2 separate regions of the Gossypium hirsutum genome follow, and region 2 is linked to region 1. The links are chromatin contacts, called in public Hi-C maps. All regions are on one chromosome and are shown on one strand. The core of a region is the stretch at or near the end of the contact, and the rest is flanking DNA. Distances in the headings are between cores, read along the strand shown.

Region 1 (6,356 bases), core at 1,901-4,400:
AATCGAGGGGCTTCTTCTCCCGAGTTCGAATTCTTTTTACTTTTTTCCTCTTTTCGTCTTGCAAGTCTTTTGCCTCATCAGATAAAGAACCTAGAAATTAGGGGGGGAAATGTTTAAAATCAAGAAGTGCATGAATTGGTTAATTGAGCAATAAAAATGAAAGCTCAAAATTTTAATGAAATAAATCAAACAATATATAGACAAGGAATCAAAAACATGAACAGACCTTCAGAACATATAGGCACTGCCATTGTCAAGGCTCTGACATCATGGGTATGAGCCCTTACAGAACCAACAAACACCCATTTCTTCAACATTTCATAAGAAGATTTGTCATTACCAGACTGAAGCATCTCACTGGAAAGCTTATAAAGAATAACCTATAAAATGTTACAACACAGTACGCATTAGTGAGAAGGACCAAGATTAAATTTAACAATATGATGCAGATGATTTCAATAAAAAAAAGCACATAGGTTTATAGTAGAAAAAGAGAAAAATATACAACTATTATTTTCTTTCCTTTTTTTAATATTTTGGCCTTAGAAGAAAACGTGCATAGAGCATACCCCCCCCCAAAAAAAAAATCCACTCATTGCCATTCATACCTGTCCATCAGACCCAGCAGAAAACACCCTGGTCTGCCTTGGAGATGCTGCCAAGGCATTCACATCACCTTTGTGGGTGGAATGTGCCTGAAGAAGAGTCCCATTATCACCATTCCAGAACTGAACAGATCCGGTGCTGTCTGCACTAACAACAGTTCCGCACCTGAATTCAACAAATAAACCAACTATGAAAACGAAGCGCATTAACCATTGATAATGCAACAACCATAGATATTTCACCAGATTATGCAACTATGTGCACGATCAGTTGAGATAGACAATTCAACATGTACCTCAAAGAAAGTAATGACCATACACAAAGCTCAGGCCCACTTCCCAAACCTCCAAGACCTACTACACTTCTGAAAATTTCATGACCCAAATCAGCATTCCAGCATCTAATTAACCTGCAAGAAAGTTAGCACAGATGTTACCACACTAGACAAGATTAGATTCAATAAAATAAGAGCAATTTCACTGTAAAGCATGCACCATCAGCTCATAGAAGTGGGGATAGCAAAACTATATCTGTCTCACGGATTTAGCATTCATCTACTCCAAATGGTGAGTTGTTTTTTTTTTTCTGAAAGTGGAGATGGGCAATCGAGTGCAGCAGTTTCAGAAAAAGCTTGCCCCACTCCTCACCACCTTTAAAATTAATATTTTACCCCTAAAAATACTCTGTATCCCTTTTATACTTTTAGTATATATATTAGACATATGTATACGTACTTAAATCATATGTATACAAATCTTATATATACTTTCATTATATAAATGCATGTTATAAATACTAATGGATTATATCATGAAAGAACTATTACAATTTACACAATATTTACTTAAAAATAACTAGTAAAAAATGGGGTAGAGCAGTGAAAGCAGTGTGGAGCAGTTATTAATGTAAACGCTATCCATCGGGATGGATATTTTCAAAATCCATGCAGGACGGGGGCAGAAGTGGAAGAGCCAATCCCCACCTCCACCCCACTACATTACCATCCCTAGTCCCTACATAGGAGTACAGTGGAATTGAAATTAATGATATAAAATCAATCAAAATGAGAAATTAATAAGCAAGCATTCCCAGAATTATCATATTACCATATGAATAAACTGTTGTCATAAAAGAACATGCAGCATATTCACTTAAAGACAAACTTACCCATTGCTACTCCCTGAATATATCCTGTTTGAGTCATGACTCCAGGTCACACTTAGAGCACGTCCTGCAAATAGTATTAGCACCTATAAGCTCCGACTAAAACTAAAAGCAATAACCTTGGAAGAATTTTTGCTCAGGTGTAGATATCTCACCACTAACCCTAGGCAATGATTTTTGGTAGATTAACTTATCAAGATCAGAAATAGTGTACATTCGCACAGCTCCATCATCACAAGCAATTGCTACACGTCTATCTTCCATAACTAGTTTCTGATAAACTTGTTCTGAGTCTGAAACATCTCCACTTTCACAGTTTTCATCATCATCAGTATCATTGCATTCATATTTATCATTCAAATAACCATTTCCAAAATTCTGAGACCTAGTCTCTTCATGAGTTGGCAGTCTATTAATCGGTGCCACAGCCATCTGCCAGATTGAAACTCCAATTGACTCTAGCACAATCTGCATAAGGGTTTAATAACATAAATAAACAATGAATACAAGATAACTTCTATTCAAAGCTTCTTGCACACTAGAAGGGTAATGTGAAAGAAAGGAAGAAAGAAAGAAACCCATTCAATGGGAGTCTATCAACAAAATCTACGTAACCATATATCACTCTCATTGAATCATAGCAGTATCTCATACTTCAACCAACATAAACAATTAAGCCTACAACAAGGCAACCGGAAGAAAATGATAAGAGAGGGACTCAGAACTCGGGTACAATCTCATTATTCAAAAAGGCCATAAGTAATTAATATAAATGTTTCATTGAGGTTGGAGAGGTTAGAATCATCCAATAAACCCCGTTGGATTTAACCAATAGGTTAATACGACAGAGAATACCACAAATGGCAAAAGCGAGGAAAAATAATGAAAAGTAACCTTCTGCTTCAAGTCGAAAAGATCCCATTCCGAGACTGAGCCATCAATACTCGAGGAGAACAACCTGCCAGGAGACGGGCCTTTTGAACCAACGCAACACCACACCAGCGAGGAAACTCGACAAGTAGAATCCCCATGAATAGTCTACACAAAGCCACCAATAAATTAAACTGAACTAAAACGAAAAAGATATAGTAATAACATGGAAGAAGAAAAGTTGAGGGTACCAGCTGCTTATGCCAGCCAACAGAGCCTGGAGAGACAAGCCAAATCTCGAGGGAGCCATCCTCACGAGCGGCCGCAACCTGAGAGTCGTCGGGGCTGGTAGCAAGGGCGACAACCGGAGACGGCTTCCAGTCGATTGAGCTGGTTCGGTAAGCTTTGGGGAGCATTGTGGCTGGGGCGGCTGCAATCCTTGGAGGCCAATTTCAGGGTAGAAAGCAGTAAATAAAACTCTAGGCGATGCACAGATGTACATATATATACCTAGTAGGAAACCTCCGATCTAATATTATAATATCATTTAATTAATGCATTATGACTTATTTGACCTTCTAACTTTAATAAAAAATCATTTTAGTCCTCATTTAGTTTTTAGTCTTTTTTAACTTTAAAACATCTAGTTGTTGATGTGACATACACATGGTTTGTCATGTGAATACTATGTTAGTAATTAATTAAATTTTAAAAATTTTAAAAAATCTAATATAAATTATAAAATAATATTTTTTTAATCTTTTTAATTTTAAAAAATAAATTAATTACTTATGTGACATACAAGTCAACTATCACGTGGATGGTCATTAAAGTTAACAGCTATTAACTTTTTCACCTATTTTGGGTGATCTGACCAACAATACAAGTTAAAAGGTTATTTTATATGAAAAACTAAAATTGACTTTTTCAAAAAAATTGAAGGGCCAAATGAGTTATTATGCCTTTAATTAATATTATTTTATATCTTTTTTACTAATAATTTCTTTCTAAAAAAATATTACTCTTTTTTAAAAATTTTGATGCCAATTTTATAAATATTTTTTGAAAGCTATTTCATGATAGATTTATAATTTTTTATATTTTTTATTCAAAAATAGATGTTAAAAATAAAATTAGAAGTTAAAATGTGAGAAGCTCAATCCAACAGAGTCCCATTCATCGAACCACGAGTAAAATGATAAAAAAAATTATATTAGGTTTTTATTGACATTGATATTAAGGTTAATCCTTAAATAACCATTATTCTTTATCCTTTATAAAAAAAATAGTAATGAAAATGCATAAACGTATAATTTTTTAATAATAAAAATTATTTGATTTTATTTTCTATTAATAATAAAAATATTTTATTTTCTATTGGTTCACTTATCTTTATTTAAATTTAATTTAATTTATTATATTAGTAACATTCTTATTTATTTTTATCATAATATTAGACATTAACTTAATTACTATTTAGTAATTGTTTTTTAGGGTAAACTATAAGGATACTCACTCAATTATGCACTTAGTTCTATTTTAATTATCCAACAATCTTTTTTCATTTTAGTCACTTAATTTTCGAAATTAAATATTTTAGTCACTCTTCCATTAGTTGCCATTAACTCAATAACGGAAGTCTGACATGGGCTTTTCTTATTAGCATAATAACAAATTTAGCCCTCCAATGTTACACGTTCTATTAATTTGGTTCCAAATCTAAAAATTCAACAAATTTAGCTCTTAATGTTTACAAAACTTGTCATTTTAGTTCTGATTCTAAAAAAATTCAATATATTTAGCCCTCAACATTTACAAAATTTGTCAATCTAGTTCTAATTCTAAAAATTCCAAATTAAAAAGAAAAATTTTAAAATTTCATTTTTTGATAAAAATTATAAAAAAAACTTCAAAAATGTAAAAATTATTATAAATAAATAAAACACGTGTATTAAAAAATAAAAAAATACAAACAGAAAAGAAAAAAGATATTAAATTACTTTAAAGCTTTCCTTCAAATAAATTTAGGTTTTCCATCAACTCGCCCATGGATCTTATTGGATGTTGCTAGTAGAAGTCAGGCTACACGTTAGCTTTTCCCATTAAAATAAACAATGCTCAACAACTCCGACCATAACCTTGGAATCCAAAATGCAATTGGTATACGACCTCCATAAGCCCTACATGTGTTCTTTTTCAAGAGGACTTGCAACATCAAGTGGTTCCACAATAAGCCCAACGAACCTCCGTAGGTGGAGCGCATGGAGTCTCGAGCCCATGGATTGTTTAACCATCCTAAGATATCGTGACACCAACCTATGAGGTCACATCACCGCCCCTATAAGAAAACATGATATGACCCTGTTGCTAGTAAGATCTTGACACGTGGCATGTATCTACCTCCTGTATATAAACCTTCCCATTGTACTGAGGAAGGGCAATAGAATAGAACATTCCATCCCTTGATCATCCTTTCACTCTTACTCCCAACCATTCTCTCCTTCTTTAAATCCATATAACGTGACAGTTCTTCGTGTTACTAGGGTGAACCACCACCATCTTCCCTGTTTACTCCTCCTCGTTGACTTCTCATGTTAACAATTTGGTGTAGTGAATGTGCACTTGCAATGACAAACTAGATACTAGTGTTGTAACACCCCTAACCCGTATTAGTTGCCAGAACAGGGTTTCGAGGCATTAACAAGATTTACATTTCATTTAACAAAAATTTCAATTAAATACTTACCGATTTAATGCATCATACAAATAAATATTTTACCGTTCAATCAATAGCTTGGCACTTGTCTAAGTATCAAACATCAAGATTGTTAGTATACTTGTACATATTTCATATAATTTCAACATTGATATACCTATTTTCTCTGCATATCACACTTGAGTTTAATAATAGTCTCAACTTACATAATTTCCTTGTATCAACATATCAAAGATAATCATATATGTACATGTCACGAAACATATTATTCTCTTACCGTTTCTTCATAAGCATATATCATTCATTTCGTTATATCAATATTTCATGCACCATCATTTCCTTATATCTTATGTATATTTATTTCTGTAATAGTTCATATTAAACTTAACATAAATTAAATTCCTTATACCAATACTTATTTCATTTATCTATCTTCTTAATTATTTCATACAACTATTTTGTACATATATTTCCATATAACCATTCATCATCAGATACATATTACCTGAATATCAATTGTTCAACTGATGTCATAGCATCTCCCATCCACAGTCTTATTTATCTTCGACATGATGCCATAGTGTCTTTCAACTATGGTCTTACTCATTTTCTGTCATGTTGCCATGGTATCTTTCAACCATGGTTTTATTCATTTCCTGTCATGTTGCCATGGTATCTTTCAACCATGGTCTTATTCATTCCCGTCATGTTGCCATGGTATCTTTCAACCATGGTTTTATTCTTTTCATGTCACGATGCCATGGTATCTTTCAACCATGGTCTTACACATTTCATATCATGTTGTCATGGTATCTTTCAACCATGGTCTTACACATTTCATTTCAGAAAGCACACTCTCGCGAACCTCATCCTTACAGTAGGATTATCAGTCCAGTCTAAATCCCCTGTAACGAGAATTACTGTAATGAGCTTGGATCTGAATTCCAGTCTAGGCTAAATTCAGACCCTAATTCAGATTACTTGTCCTGGCTAAATCCAT
Region 2 (6,356 bases), core at 2,020-4,519, 210 kb after region 1:
CCATGTGACTCATTTTCCACACAGATGCAGTTTATTACACGGCCCGGGTACACGGCCGTGTGACCCATTTTTGCTAAAATTTCCATACTTTTTTTTGTTAAGTTTTTAATTAACTCCCTAATTGTTCCCGAGTTGATTTAAGATCTTTCATAAGATTGTTTAAGACTTGAATTTGTTTATAAATCATGTTATGCTCAAATTATGGAATGTTTTGTTACTTAATTGAATGTTTAGAGCCGAATTTGTATGTATTATGCTTTGTTAACTATTATAGCATCCTATAGCTCGAGTTCAACGATTGGAGTGGGTAAGGGGTGTTACATGTAAAGTTTATCATTTCCAAACAAAAACTCATTGTTTGTAAAATTGATTAATAGCACCAATTTTCATCACAAATGCTAGCAAAGTCAGAGTCATTAGCATAAAGTTCTTTAATATGTTCAAATCCTAGAAGCCAAGTATTGAAAGTAATAATCAAATAATATCTATGAGGTAAAACGTCTCTTGTTGAAATTACCTTGCAAGTTTCTTATTGAATTTACCTTATTCCTTTAAAATTTTAAGTGACTTATGATCACGTAAGGTAAAGTTGCTAAACCTCAAATGCCCTTACCAAGGTATATAGCTCTTTATTAAAAGTGGAGTAGTTGAGCTAAGCTCTGATATTAAATTGGTAGAATACAATGCTCTAAACCCTAAATCTCCAAGTTTATTAAATTGATAAAAAATGTTTTTTTATATAAAAACAAAGAGAAAGCTTATTTTACATCACCTTTAATAAACTTGTAACTAGAAATAATGGTAATTAGCTAGTTTTGCCTCACATCATCTTTAATCAGCTTCTTATAATAATAACGATAAATAAACCATTCCTTACCACAATCCTAAAAAATTGTGTACCTAGAAACCTCAATAATGGAGACAATAACAATAACAAGATGAATCATTCAACTTTGAAAAGAAAAAATCATGAACAAAGTTTGTTAAACTAAATTAGCTCTTTCATACCATATCACTTAGATTTGACAACTTTAAATATGACATTATTACAAGAAACATACACTATATTGAAAAATAAATAAAATAAGACAAAGATATAAAAAAAGAAAACACAAAAATGACAGGAATATATAAATAGGCAGAACCCATTGTTACCGTCATTATGATTGCTAGAACAATCCTCATGCCATCCACCATTTCCGACTTAAGCCTTGTTTAATGCTTTAATAAATGCCCTTGTAACTTTCTCTATCAAAAGCATGTTTCCTCGTCAATATTCAGATTTTTCTGTTAATAAAATTGTGCCTTTGGGGAAATTCTTTCCTTGTTTTTAATAGTTTTTTTTACTTATCATTGTATTTGAAGTTGTGACATCTTTAATTCTCCATTCCCAATCATCAATTTTTCTAATTTAAAAAATAATTAATTTACTCCTTGTTCAAATTAATGTCTACTCTAATGTCTAAGCACAAGTTTAATGAACAAATATAATAAACAGTTATCGTAAAGAAAGATATAAGCACACGATATTTATTAGCACGATTCAGAAATAATCCTGCTCTACGAGCCTTACTCAAAATAGTTTATTCAAACATTAGTTCAGTAGTCTATCAATTAAATCCCAATCTATCCCTGCACAAGTAATTGCAACCTTAATAATTAACTTCAATTTATTACAATCACTCACTCAAACACCTCGTTTACAATAGTTTCAAGTCTCTTTAATATTGCCTAGAAAATGAGTGCAAAATACAATAGCAAAGAGACAAGCAATACCAACACAAACACTATCCAAAAATATGCATCTCTATATGTGAATAAACGACCTATTTATATGCACAATACGATTGCTTCCCTTAGCGAATTTTTTGTAGATAAATTAATCATTTTAATTGAATAATAATCCAAGATATTTACCTCCAATATTTATTCAAAGATAAAGCCTTATGAGCTAACTAATTCATCAATTTAATCCACAAGATAAATTCTTAAAGAATAATAATAAGTTTTATTAGATAAGACATGTCGATCTTCATGTTTCGTCAATCAGAAAAATTTGATCATTATAGTTTTGAATGAGATAAATTAAGTTAGGAGAATCATTTGCTTATAGAAAAAGTAAATATAGAGATGAAAAGTCAAAATGGCAACATCTAACTTCACTTGAGTTGTCTTGAAGTCATGTCCAGAATGTTGTCCAAAGATAGATCTCGAAATCTATTTAAGCATGTGAATGAAAAAGCAGTTCAAGAAATTATTTGAACATGAATTAAAACATCAACAATAACGGAAGTCTCAATAGTAACAGCAAATCTCATTTTCACTACCACTTCCATTACCATATAAAAAGCCCATGTATGGTGATCCAAAAACTTGTTTTGTTAAAATTATAATCTATAGGCCAGAAATCAACATAGTAATTATGTAGTAGAAGGATATGGTTATCGAAACTCTAAGGTCTTCCATCCATCAATCTTTTTTTTTTTTCTCTTTAGAGATTGTGGTGTAATTGTCAATCTCCATACTATTGTAAAGGTAGGAATCATTGTATCATTGTGAAACATCCCCTTTGTATGTAATCTTCCAACCAGCCACTATTTTCGTTTCTTGGGTTTGTTTTTTGAGCCAAGTTTGTCGGTGTTTTGACTTCCGGTCACTATTTTTCGTAAATTGACTTTAGCTTAGGCCATAGCCTCCAACTCCATCTAATATATATAACTTGATGTTACCCCTAATGCTATCGTGACTAAAATCCCGAGGAAACCAGTTGTTGGTAATATACGAATTATGAAACTATGTATATATATACGAATTACTATGAAATAAATAAGTAAATGGGGGGATTAAGTGATTGATTGAGAGTGAAAGACGATTTCCTTGACACATGAGTTTACAATTTAGACTTTCCACTTTGTTGTCAACAACCATCCCCACTGAGATTGAGACTCAAGAAACAAATTTCAATTGTGTAGTTTCTTTCTTCCATTGTTTGCTATATAATTCATATGTTCACATCAACCTAAAGCTAATTCAAGCTAAGGGAAAAAAAATAAAGAAAAGAAAGAAAGACAAAAGTTAGAGAGGGACACGTTCGCCTTAGGAGCTGAAGAAAGCAAATAATGTGGTAGCACTAAGTATGGAGAGAGAGAAAAAACAAAAAAACAAAAAACCCCATACAAACAAAAAACCTAAAAAATAAAAGCAAAGCAAGCATGTGGACAGTGGGGTTTAAGAGATTTTTTATTTTATTTTATTTTATTTTTTACTACAGCTTATGCAACTACTACTTCGTACAACCTGTAAATAAAAATTAAAAATAATAATAGGAAAAAACCCCTTTCTCTTCTCTTCTTTTCTCTTCCCTTTCTCTTTTCTCTCCTCGCTCTTTCTCTCTCTGTATGTATGTATGTCCGTTGCATTTATATAAACATGCAGTAGCGCGTTTCTCCATTTTTTCTTTTTGAAAATTTTTGTGGTAAATGAGTGTGAATATTGGGCATCCCCCAAATTGCCCAAATCTAGCTCATTTTCATCGTTTATGGTTTTGATTTTGCTAATCAATTCCAAGGATTGCGACTCATTCTACTACCGTTAGCAGTATTTTATTTTTTTTATTTTTTGTTTCCTTCCTTTTTCCTTTCCTTTTCTGCTCCCTCTCGCTTTACTCTCTTCGCCTCTCAGCTTATTCTACAAGTTGATGTTCAAATAGAATCCTAAGTTTACCTTTTTTTTTTAAACTATGGATCTGCTTATTTGACAGTTGTTTTTTTTCACTGTTTTCCTTGAAAGCTCATGCAATTGCTTCAATGCCGTTTACTGTTTGTCCCCGTCACATTGCTGACCCGCTTGCATTATAAATGAATTTCCACACTCGTGCTTCCGTCCCGCTGCTTCCGAGTCTCGCGATGCTCCTTGTGTTTATCTGCTTGTTGTTAGTCTCGCCTCTACTGGTTCAATCTTTTGATGCTAATGCCTCTTCGACAAGCGCCGCCAGAGCCCTGGATGCGCTCCTTCAAGACTATGCTTACAGGGCCTTTGTACGCCCTAGGACTGGAGTGCCCTACGATGCCCGTGTTCCTTCTAATTTCACTGGGATTAGTATTACAGCAATGAGGCTGAGGAGTGGTAGCTTGCGGACCAGGGGTGTGAGGATGTACAAGGAGTTCGAGATCCCCATTGGAGTTGTGGAGCAACCTTATGTGGAAAGGCTTGTTTTGGTTTACCAGAACTTGGGCAATTGGTCCCTGCGGTATTATTCGCTTCCCAACTACACCTATCTCGCTCCTCTTCTGGGTCTTCTTGCTTATGATGCTTCTAACTTATCGGCTACCGATTTGCCGGAATTGGATTTAAGAGCATCTGGGGATCCTATAAAAATCAAGTTTTCAGATGTTCGACCGGCTCCCAATGGGTCACTGCCCAAGTGTGTTTGGTTTGATTTACATGGTTTGGTTAAATTAAGTAACTTGACATCAGCCAACGAGTGTTCAACTATCCAACAGGGGCATTTTTCTATCGTTACTGAGTCAATTGCTCCACCAAGCCCACCAACCAGAAGTGAAGGAAAGGAGAGTAATAGAAGAACATGGATAATTGTTGCTTCTGTTGTGGGTGGAGTGGCATTGCTGGCATTCTTGGGATTCCTTGTACTCTGGGCACGCAAATGCAAGCGGAGAAAGAAAATGCAAGAGATGGAAAAGGCTGCTGAAGTGGGAGAAGCACTACATATGACCTCCGTTGGGGATACAAAAGCTCCGTCGGCAACGGTCACTCGGACTCAACCAACTCTTGAGAACGAATATGTGCCCTAACCCTCCCTCTGTGATATACGAGCATTTTCCTGTTTTCAGTAATTCTTCTGTTCACAGCCTCACACCCATTCTTTTTCTTTCTGGCGGTTTGTTCTTGGTAACCTCTCGGTTGTAGTGTGGGTAATATAGGATTCTTTTTTGTGTAGGTCTGTTATTATTGCTCAAAAATCTTTTCATAATTCTATGATTCATTGTGGTGTGCATTTAGCCGAAATGATTTTATTCTATATGTCATGAATTATAGTTGTCTCATTCGTATGGAATAAAACCTTTTTTTTCTTCCTGGGGTGCCTTGTGTTTTTGGATTCACTTTTGTCTGTTTCTGTCGAATGTAGGATGAAGGTTGCTTTGTAATCAAAGCAAAGCTGATGTTAAAGCTTGACTCCAACTACCGTTGGTTTGAGGCAAATGTTAGGCTTGGACATGTGTGGCTCTGAGTTATAATTTTATGTTTTACTCTGTCTACAATTTTTGGTTAGCTGTGCTACAGAGAACTTTATTCCAACTTCTTCGCTTGTAGCCAATTTTGGTAATCCTTGTGCATTCTGTTATCTTTTTTCTTGCTTAAGGTAGCTGAGCTAGAAACAAATGTTTGTTCTTTCTATAATGGTAGTCTTAAAAAGGTTAATGATCTACAAGGAAAGTTATTCTGTAAAAAGAAGTTCTAAAAAAATGTTCTATCAGTAAGAAAGTAAGGTATATATGACATAGAGGAGGTGGAGCAGACTCCGAGACTTTTCCCTTTAAATTTTAACCACAGCAGGGATTAGGCACTTTTGGAACCCATCTTCTTTGGTTGATGCAATTTGGCCATCTTCAACATCTTCCGTTATTTTTGCTTGCTTCTTGAAGTGTAGCAATTGTGAAGCCCCTTTTGCATCTTTTGTGACATGATGTATGTGGTATGTAGTAAGTCTACATTAAAAATTATACTGATCTCTAAATATTTTGGTAACGGCAAAACATTGGTTCCTTTTTACTTTTCTAAGGTCCTACTCCCCTCTTGAAAGTGCTTGTAGGAAATCCTTCTGGTCTGATATAAATGATGAACATTTCTCTTCCCTGAAATCTGCTTATCTTGAATGCCAATTTTGTTTGTAGACTTCATTGCTAAATATAATTTTCTGATGGACTTTATCAAGTTGGAAGGGTAGTTAATTGTTGAACAATGCATCTTACATTTGCCCTCAACCTTGGCCACTAAACTCTATTTTCCACCTTGACTCTAGTTTTGTCACATAAAAAAAGGTCCTGCTCACCAGAATGCAAGTCCAATACTACTTACATCTCTTGAGTCTTGATGAAGAAGAGATGGAAGTACTTGGAAGACAGAAGAGAGAATCTTCAAATAGGTAACTACTTTGTCACATCTCTGCTCATCAGAATGTAGGTCCAATACATCTCTTGAGTCTTGATGAAGAAGAGACAAGTTCTTGGAAGACAAAAGAGAGTATCTTTGAATGGATAACTATCTTGTATAGAATAGTGGATGTTAAACTTGCTGTCCAGCCATTAAGCAACATGTAATATGCTGAAACATTTGCA

The links. A called contact is a pair of places that touch in the nucleus more often than the background predicts.
Region 2: a Hi-C map of leaf shows a contact between it and region 1, with 2.2 times the contacts expected there. The contact joins the promoter of LOC107896838 here to the promoter of LOC107896835 in region 1. A contact is called at or near these places in 4 of 34 Hi-C or Micro-C datasets (anther, hypocotyl and leaf).

The regions. Positions count from the first base shown.
Region 1 is chrA10:88,043,376-88,049,731 of Gossypium_hirsutum_v2.1, forward strand. It overlaps LOC107896835 (WD repeat-containing protein PCN), which reads right to left and starts at 3,151. Exons shown (of 11, transcript XM_016822124.2): 1 at 2,892-3,151; 2 at 2,665-2,808; 3 at 1,926-2,238; 4 at 1,774-1,837; 5 at 902-1,015; 6 at 609-771; 7 at 227-380; 8 at 1-90. The coding sequence starts at 3,056.
Region 2 is chrA10:88,249,669-88,256,024 of Gossypium_hirsutum_v2.1, forward strand. LOC107896838 reads left to right here and starts at 3,270. Exons shown (of 1, transcript XM_016822128.2): 1 at 3,270-5,092. The coding sequence starts at 3,858. The coding sequence ends at 4,811.